Regions from separate parts of the Callithrix jacchus genome. Here region 2 is linked to region 1. Evidence: chromatin contacts called from public Hi-C data. All regions are on one chromosome and are shown on one strand. Each heading gives the region's core, a stretch centred on a gene start, on an enhancer-like site or on the middle of the called end of the contact. The rest is flanking DNA. Distances are from core to core; before and after follow the strand shown. Region 1 overlaps ADK (adenosine kinase). Region 2 holds the start of AP3M1 (adaptor related protein complex 3 subunit mu 1).

Region 1 (4,683 bases), core at 1,119-3,618:
GCACTTTGGGAGGCTGAGGTGGTGGATCACTTGAGGTCAGGAGCTTGAGACCAGCCTGGCCAATATGGCGAAACCTTGTCTCTACTATTAACTGGGTGTGGTGGTGCATGCCTATAATCCCAGATACTCGGGAGGCTGAGGCAGGAGAATCAAGTGAACCTGGGAGGCAAACGTTGCAGTGAGCTGAGATTGTGCCACTGCACTCAAGCCTGGATGACAGATTGAGAATTTGTCTCAAAAAAAAAAGAAAAAGAAAAAAGAAAGAAATGTAATTAGAGTAATTTACTATAGTAACAAACTAATAATCTAAGAAAACTCAATACAATTATCTCAATAGACACAGAAAAACCTTTTGACAAAATCTAGTATCCCTGATTACAAAAAAAAAATAAAAATAAAGCAACCTGGGTAACCATGTAGATAACTTTCTTAACCCTATAAAGGTTATGTTAGGGAAAAACTGGAAGTGTGATGCTTTTCTGGGTATATAATTTATCAAATTGTAAACTTTAAATGTCTACAGTTTATTGTGTCTCAGTTATACATCAGAGGCTGTAATAAAAAGAAAATCAGTTGGACATGAATTCACGGATTTAAAATTAGATCTCCTTTGTGTAGTGTGAAATATTTTGTCCAGGAAGTCAACTAATTCAAGGTCACCATTAAAAAAAACCACATGATGTATAAAAGTAAAGATAAAAAAAAGTAAAGATCAACTTAAAAATTTGAAATTTTATTATATATGTCAAAAGTCAAATAAAATAGAGACAGACCCATCAATTTAGAACATTTTATATGGGAAGCAAGAATTGCAATTTGGGATATATATACAGACCAGGTGATCTTTGCTAGGTCTGAAAAAGAAAGATAAGATTGGAAGTTCTGTAAAAAGGAGAAATGTTTTGTATCATTTTAAAAGAAAGCTCATTGGCACTAGTTTTGGGGAGGTGGCAAGCTTTGATTGGTGAGTGACTACAGTAAGTAAAACTAGTCTTAGAGTCTGGATAAAACTGTTTTTAGATTACAACAGGCAGTTTCAGCAGCCAGGCTTGCAGAGAATTACCTTCTTGGAGCAGTGTCATGTGTGCTGAGTGCTCTTTCCTCCAGAGTGTCACCTGTTTTATTCAGGTATGACAAGAATGACCCAATTTGTATGATCACGCTGGACACATGTATGACCAGTGTTGTTACTTTGGTGAACGTGGCTCCGGATGTCTGTTAGGTATACATAACCTGAAGATAAATGTTTATGGGCTAATACTATGTGTAGTCTTTGGTAGTTTGCTGTTTTTCACTCAACATTATGTTTTGGATCACTGTTGTTAAAATCTCAGGCAAATGTGATCAGTGATTATGACCCAGCAGCTGTGTGATGATGTTACAGGATCCTTAGGGTGTCACTTTTCCAGCCGGAAGCCTCTGTGGTTGGTGAAGCCTTTGCCTGAGGTTTGCTTGTGCCTGCTGGGCTTGTTCTGCCCACTTGGCCTGGCAGGCTGTGTTTGGCTTGTGCTTGGATTCCATACCTGTCAAGGGCGAGCCAGGCACAGAGTGGCAAAGGGTGTGTGAGCAAATGAGCATGAGGTCCAGCTACTGTCTACAGCCAGGCATTCTGGCTGCTGCAGTGGGTTGGGCATCTCCAGGTGCTGGCACACATGCTTGCTTCATGTAAGCCTGTGGCTGGATCCGATGCATCTTAAGTGGCTTCCACTGTGGGAACCTGCATCTGGACGAGGGGAATACAATGGTGCCTGGAAGCTTGGAGATGGCAGAAACCACAGAGCCCCAAAGAGAGTGTCACAGACCTGGCGTGGGGACCCCCTAGGTCTGGGCTCCCAGAAGGTCTTCAGCTCTTCTTTCCTTGTTGCCTGCAAGGTGCTGAGTAGGGTGAAGCATATTTTAGCCCTATTTGTGTTACAGCTGTTTTAGTCTTGCCACTTGGTGGGTCTTAACTTCTTATCTACATCTAGGAACAGTGAGGTATGGAGACAACTGGAGAGTGAGCAAGGTGGAGAGGAGCTTCATTGAGTAACAGAACAGCTCTCAGGAGACCCCAAGTGGGCAGCTTCTTTCCCCAGGCAGGTTATCCTGACAAGTGTCCAACTCACTCCTTTCTGCAGTTGGTAGTCCTGAGTCTCTATGAGTCTGACTGAGTCCAGGGTTTTTATGGGTTTCACAAGGGAGAAGTGTGTACTGATTGGTCCATGGGTGGCTGTGGGTAGGTCTGGAAAAAGCAATGTGAGTTCTCACTCCCTTCACTGGACCCCATGCTTCAGGCTGTCCCTGGCTTGAAGGTAGGGCTTCATCTGAACCCTCCCCTTTTTTCCCAGGAGCCTGTCTGCCTCCTGCCACAATCAAGCATGCTGTCCATGGTGTGCAGGCTGTTGGTGCTGAGGGGTACCTGCTGGTCCTGGTGAGCTGCCCTCACCTTAGCTTCTCTTCCATGCTTCTTAGCACCTAAAGCCCAGAAGGGGCTGAGGTGGCAGGGGACTGGTATGTCAGTGCTGCCCCGAGCACGTGCACATACACATGCACACCTACTGGATCGTGACAGTGCCTGGACTTGGCCACACCTTTGCTTCACCCCAGAGCTGGTGCTGGGATCAAGGAGAGGCCAGGCAATGGGAGCAGGCACTTCTGAGCCTGCAGGGGCAAGGGGGACTCCCTGGGCCCCAGAAAGCACAGGGATACCTGGGTCCATAGCCATGGCTGGGTGGCTGCAGCTGTACCCAGGAGGGTGGGGCTCTGGCTCTGCCAACTTGGAAGTAGGTGTGGCTCCCACCTGTTCCCAGCTCCCATGGACTATGTGGAGCATGCAGCCCTGGCTGCACTTCCCCTATTGCAGCCAGTGTCTTTGCAGCAGCTGCTCTAGACAGCTCACTGCTGCCACCAGTGACACTACTGAGAGCTTGAGTAACCTCTTTGTTTTAAATGTTTTACTAGCAGCTGATCTTATGTGGCTAGCTGAAGTTTTATTTTATATTTGGAAGGTTTTAGTCTTTAATCTTGATTTTCAAATAAGTACCTGAAAATGAAAAACAAGTCTTTGGACTCTAACAATAAAAGATAGAGTCTTCTCTATTGTTATCTCTGACCATTTCTTCTAAATATATTTAAAACTGTTCTTTATGATATAAACAGATTATGTTTAGCTTACATTTTGGGCCACCATTAGATAAGTATTTAGACAAGTTTATATATATATTATTTCTGAGATGGAGTCTTGCTCTGTCACCCAGGCTGGAGTACAGCAGTGCAATCTCAGCTCACTGCAACCTCCACCTCCCAGGTTCAAGTGATCCTCATGCTTCAGCCTCCCGAGTAACTGGGATTACAAGCATGTGCCACCATACCTGGCCAATTTTTGTATTAGACCAGATTGGTCTTGATCTTCTGACCCCTGGTGATCTGCCCACCTTGGCCTCCCAAAGTGCTGGGATTACAGGCATGAGCCACTGCACCCAGTGTAGGTAAGTAGTGTATTGCTGTGGTTTGAATGAAGGTATCCTCTCCAAAATTCATGTTGAAACTTATACTTAGTGCAGTAAGAAGTGTGACTCAGGAGTTGACTACAAGCTGCTTAAAGGCAAAACAGTTATTTGACATTGTATTCCCAGTAACCATAAAGCATGTGCTTCAAAAAGTACGTGTTGAGCTGTGAAATGAACTGTTTAAAAAGAATCCATGTTTAGGTATCCTGAGTAGTGCCATTTCCTTCAACATTCAAAGTTATGTTTGAACATCAAAGAACCCAAAGAACAGCATCATATATCTGGGCAAAATGAAGGAAAGTAGTCTATGTTCATTTAGGATCCATAATTTAGGTTTTTTTTTGAGGAAGCCCCAGAGCAACTCAGGACCAGTCACTTAATATGTGAAATGACTTAGAGATTCAAATAGCAATTTACTTGTATTCTAAGAATTTAGAATTCTGAAAGAGAGAAGCAGAATAACTAGATTTTCTTTTAATGTGGGTTACACATTAAAGGTAGTCAAGTAAGAGAAAATATTCAAACTTAAGTAGCATTTCTGAACACCACCAATAATCGAGAATGTTATAGAAAAACATACCATATACACAATAGATTATTTGAAAGATACCTTTTTAAAAAAATAAACACATAAGGAGAAATGTAAAATTTTACAATAAACCTAAGCTGTACTTATCATAAATGCTAATTATATATGGCTATTAACATTTAATTAAAATGAAACAAAATGTTGAAATTCATCAGTTGCACTAGCCACACCTCAAATGACCAAAGCCAAATGTGACTAGTGGTTACCATGTTGGATAGCACAGATATACAACATTTCCATAATCATGGAACATTCTAGTGGACAGCACACACTGCTACAAAGATACTAATTGATCCCAGATTTGATTTGTACTTTATTGACTTCTACATGTTTAAACTTTTTCTAAAAAGCATTTAATTTAGCAAATGATCACTAATATGAGATATTTAAGTTTTTTTAAAAAACCAACCTAACCATTTTGTAACCCATATTAAATGTATTTAAATTTTATGTATTCTGAAAAGATCACCCTGGCAAATAGGGCAAAACTCTGTCTCTACTAAAAATACAAAACTTAGCTAGATGTAGTGGTGCTCTCCCATAATCCCAGCTATTCAGGAGGCTGAGGCACACCTGTAATCCCAGCTATTCAGGAGGCTGAGGCAG
Region 2 (4,683 bases), core at 1,267-3,766, 56 kb before region 1:
TAAAGAACTAGGGTCTCATTTTGTTGCCCAGGCTGAAGCGCAGTGGACCAATCATAGCTCACTATAACTTGAACTCCTGGACTCAAGTGATCCTTCTGCCTCATTCTGCCTTTGCCTCCTGAGCAGCTAGGACTAAAAGCACGCACCACCAAGCCTGGCTACTGTTTAAATTTTTTGTAGAGATGGAGTCTCACTATGTTGCCCAGGCTGATCTCCAACTCCTGGCCTCAAGTGATTCTCTTGCCTCAGCTACCCAAAGTGCTAGGATTACAGGAAATGAGCCTCCACACTCTGCCTGCCAATAGTATATTATGTTAAATGGTAAGAAATAAAAATCATAAGATTGATTAAGAAAAATCTAACCTTAGGCCGGGCGCGGTGGCTCGTGCCTGTAATCCCAGCACTTTGGAAGGCCGAGGCAGGCGGGTCACCTGAGGTCAGGAGTTCAAGACCAGTCTGACCAACATGGAGAAACCCCGTTTCTATTAAACATACAAAAATTAGCCAGACATGGTGGCGCATGCCTGTAATCCCAGCTACTAGGGAGGCTGAGGCAGGAGAATCGCTTGAACGCAGGAGGTGGAGGTTGTGCTGAGCTGAGATTGCATCATTGCACTCCAGCCTGGGCAACAAGAACAAAACTCTGTCTCAAAAAAAAAAAAAAAAAGCAAAGCAAAGCAAAGCTAACCTTATTGCAAAGAGAGCTTTCCTAAAGATACGTAAGATTTTTGTTTTTTTTTTTTGGAGACAGAGTCTTGCTCTGTTACCCAGGCTAGAGTGCAAAGGTGCAGTCTCAGCTCACTGGAACTTCCACCTCCTGGGTTCAAGTGATTCTCCTGCCTCAGCCTCCCAAGTAGCTGGGACTACAGGGGCATGCTACCACACCCGACTAATTTTTGTATTTTTAGTAGAGACTGGGTTTCACTATGTTGGCCAGGCTGGTCTCAAACTCCTGACCTGTGATTTGCTCGCCTTGGCTTTCCCAAGTGCTGGGATTACAGGCATGAGCCACTGTGCCTGGCCAAGATACTTAAGTTTAAGATATTTCTTTAGATAACTCTTTTTTAACATAATTCACTCCACTTTTCCTATAGTGTCAATTGAAAGTGCACCTCTTTCTTTCCCAAATTAATCCTTTCACTTGTAACTTGATCCCACTCCTTCCCTTCTCTTCTGGGAGAGGAGACTTTTTCTTGAATCTTTAAATAGTTGCTTGCTTCCTGCCCCCAAATATATATCTTGTATTCTTTAAAACAAACCCCAAACTTTCCCGTCCCTTGCCACTCTCAATAATCTTGCTTCATGCCCCAAATGATGAAGGATTAGTCTATACTTGCAATCTTTCCTCAGTTACTATTAAAGCATCTCTCTCAAATGGCTCAATGACTTTCTAATAATAAAATCCAACGACGATTCTGATTTCAGCTTCCTCCTTTGACCATTTCAGCATTTTATGTCATTGATAGCTTTCTCTTAAACCAAAGAACTTCTTACCCTTTTATATGAAACTTCATTTGTTTTGGTTTTCACCTTGAAAGCTTTTCGGGCTTAATTCTGACGCTTAAAATTTTTAAAGAAAGTCTTCCTACAATCTCCATGTTAATCACTGTTTCAAATTCGATAAAACCCAAACTCCATAAAATTCCTTCTCGTGTCAGTGGCACCACACCTTCTTAATCACATAAGGCTGTAAGCTTCAGGTTCAAACAAATCTACCAAATTCAAACAGCCACATCGCCCCTCACTTTTCCATACTCACTGCCACCTGCTCAGCTTAGAACCCCGTTATCTCTCTCCTGAAGAACTGCAACACCCTTTTCACTGCATTCCTCACCCCAGGCTCTTCCAGGCACCGCCCGCCAACAGGACGTCTGTCTGCTCAGGTCCGTTTGGGGTTTTGTTCTCCAAAGCAGAAACTTGGGACTGAGATTCCTGCTGTTTGTACTCCAGCCCCAGTAAGCTTGACCTCTGAGGCTTGGGGGCCTGAGAACACTGGGCTGCAGGTGCACCGCTCCCTTCCGGCCTTGCTGGCAAGAAAGTCCGGAAGGCCGGGAGTCGAGGGGAAACGAGGCCCTGGCCCACACCAGCAGGGACGCTCCTAGAGCGCAGACCGGATTCGGTGGCCCCAGCTACTCAATCTACTCCCGGGTTTTAGAGCTACCCCCAGTCCACGGATTTCCCGCCCCTCACACTCACCCCGACACCAGTGCCAGTCAGTGATTCGGCGCCGGGTCCTCTACAGACCCAAGCTGAGGAAGCAGAGAAGGCCGCGAGGACCCGCAGCTGTAGTGGCCAGGTGATCGCCTGATTCACAGCTTCAAAGACACCGAGTCTGTCTACCATATTAGAAAGATTAAATATGCAGGAAGACCTTAACTGAGAGGAAAGACGCCTCTTGAGGCTTAGCATCTAAATCTTCTACATCATCCAGGGTCTAGAAAAATAGCAGGTTTCTCACCATCTAGATTCAGGCGCTCTTCTGCGGCCTAACTCAGTCTGGGGTCCCCTACGGTGGCGGAGGCGGGGTCAGGAGTGGGCGGGGCATTCGCTGTCGGGGCCGAGAAATAGAGCCAATGGTTGTGGATGAAAGTCGCACAGAATGGGCGGATCCTGGAGGGGCGGGATTTGGAGAAGAGAAGGTGGTGAGGCGAAGAGGGGGCGGGTCGAAGGGTGGATTGCGGAGGTGGGCGGTACAGCAAAACTAAGGTGGGAGTGCGAAGATGGCAGCTGCTGAAGGGGAGCCGAAGCCCAAAAAGCTGAAGGTAGAGGCGCCGCAAGCGCTGAGGTGAGCGCTGCCCGACTTGGGGAGGAGGGTGACGGCGCCTGCAGCAAGCAAGCCAGGGCCCACGTGGGGTTGCGCGCCCCGGCGCTGGGTGGTGTCTCGCTGCCAGCTTGGGGCCAGCACGCAGGACCTGCCGCTCGGGGAGCTGCCCGCATGGCCACCACCCCTTGCCTGACGTTCTCTCAGTTTGGCCGTGTCGTCGCCTGTCTGGTGCAGCTCCGGCTCCCGTAGTCCTTGGCCACTAGTGGTAGGCAGGGGGGCCGAGCCGGCTCCCCGCGCCACTTGCGAGCTAGCGCCGGTTAGGCTGTTGCGACGCTGGAGGTTCGGACCGGAGCAGCGTCTGTACACGACTACCTTCTCTTCCCTGGGGGTTGACGAGGAGGAGGCCCGGCAACTGCTCTACTCTGGGGCAAAGACAGAATTTTTTTCAGAAAGTGTTGCGGAAGGGCACGGTGACCTTCCTTTTCGTACACTATTCAGAAATCCCGCACGTTTGAGGACCCTCTACCAGGGATCCAGACCCCTCTGAGGCTTTGCAGGGGCAGCATTTGGATGAATGGATAGGAAAGGTTGATTTTTCTTTTTTATTTGCACTTTTTGGCAGCAGCAGAGACAGTGCTGCCCCTGACACCTGCCTCACATGTGATTGATGTTGCACCTTTTAAAGACTCATTTGTTAAAATATCCCTTCCTAATAAGTATAAAGTGAAGCAGGCAGTCTTTGATGATTTGGAAATGTTTGTTGAAAGGCAACGATTTTTTTCCATCTTGAAATAGACGTATCAAACTGATTTAAAACTATTGGGACACTCCTGATTATACAAGACATACCCCATTTCTTCCAGTATCACTCTTCTTCACCTCTGAAAGAATGAATCATTCACAATTGAAAAGGACACTTAGGGGCCTGGTGGTGTGTGTGTTCATGCTCCTTTGAATGGAGGGTGAACAAATCCCTGCCAGTGCCTTTAATGTATTCCTACTACCCTCAAAGGGTTGTTGTGCCTGCCTTATACCAAGAACATAAACTTTAAAGTAAAAACCCTCAGGATATTCTATTTTTTTTTTAATATTCAAACTATATGCAGAATGAAGAGCAAGGGCTTTTGAATCAGACCTACTGAGTTCAAAGCATGTCCTTTCCCTATTCTGCCCTAGAGTATTTCCTTACAAGGCACTTCCTTCATAAAACTGGAAGACAGATGCAACTTTTCCCTACCATCCTACTAAACATATAACACTTAGATTTCCTTAGATTTTTCCTTCATAAAAATAATTACATATAATGCTCATTCATTTTCACTGTGTTTACCTATTTATTATCTTGTTGGACAGTTCTGTGATCAAAGGACTGCAAGCATTACGCCTCTTTTACAATTGAAGATACTGAAGCCCAAATGAAACAATTAGTAAAGGAACAGAAATAAGAGCTAGCTGAGCATGCTTTCTTATACCTGCAGTCCTGGCGCTTTGTGAGGCTGGGGTGGGAGAATCACTTGAGGCCAGGAGTTTGATACCAGCCTGTACAACATAGCTAGACCCCTGTCTATAAAACAAAAAGTTAACTGGGGTGTAGTGGTACACTTGCAATCAGGAAGCTCCTACTCAGGAAGCTGAGTCAGGAGGATCAAGGCTGCTGTGACCCTACCTCAAAAACAAAAAACAAAAAAAGCTGGCCGGGCGTGGTGGCTCATGCCTGTATTCCCAGAACTTTGGGAGGCTGAGGAAGGTGGATCACGTGGTCAGGACATTGAGACCATCCTGGCTAATACAGTGAAATTCTGTCTCTACTAAAAATAAAAAAAGTTAGCTGGCCGTGGTGGCACATGCCTGTAGTTCTAGCTACTCGGGAGGCTGAGGCGGGAGAGTCTCTTGAACCTGGAAGGCGGAGGTTGCAGTGA

What was found. Hi-C and Micro-C count contacts between places; a contact is called where the count stands out from the background.
Region 2: a contact with region 1 is called in a Hi-C map of skeletal muscle, with 2.3 times the contacts expected there. The contact joins the promoter of AP3M1 here to the enhancer-like site in region 1. A contact is called at or near these places in 2 of 3 Hi-C or Micro-C datasets (induced pluripotent stem cells and skeletal muscle).

The regions. Positions count from the first base shown.
Region 1 is chr12:56,001,771-56,006,453 of calJac240_pri, reverse strand. The region is part of intron 2 of ADK (adenosine kinase); the gene reads left to right. Among named protein-coding and RNA genes, the nearest start is that of ADK, 55 kb to the left of the region's middle. Within about 2 kb of position 2,368, at least 1 of the 16 cell types and tissues checked has an H3K27ac peak or open chromatin away from gene starts, as enhancers often do. A contact at or near this core is called in skeletal muscle, where this site is marked.
Region 2 is chr12:56,057,508-56,062,190 of calJac240_pri, reverse strand. AP3M1 (adaptor related protein complex 3 subunit mu 1) reads right to left here and starts at 2,516. Exons shown (of 9, transcript XR_013524891.1): 1 at 2,459-2,516. It overlaps ADK (adenosine kinase), which reads left to right and starts at 2,666. Exons shown (of 10, transcript XM_009009683.4): 1 at 2,666-2,785. The coding sequence starts at 2,721.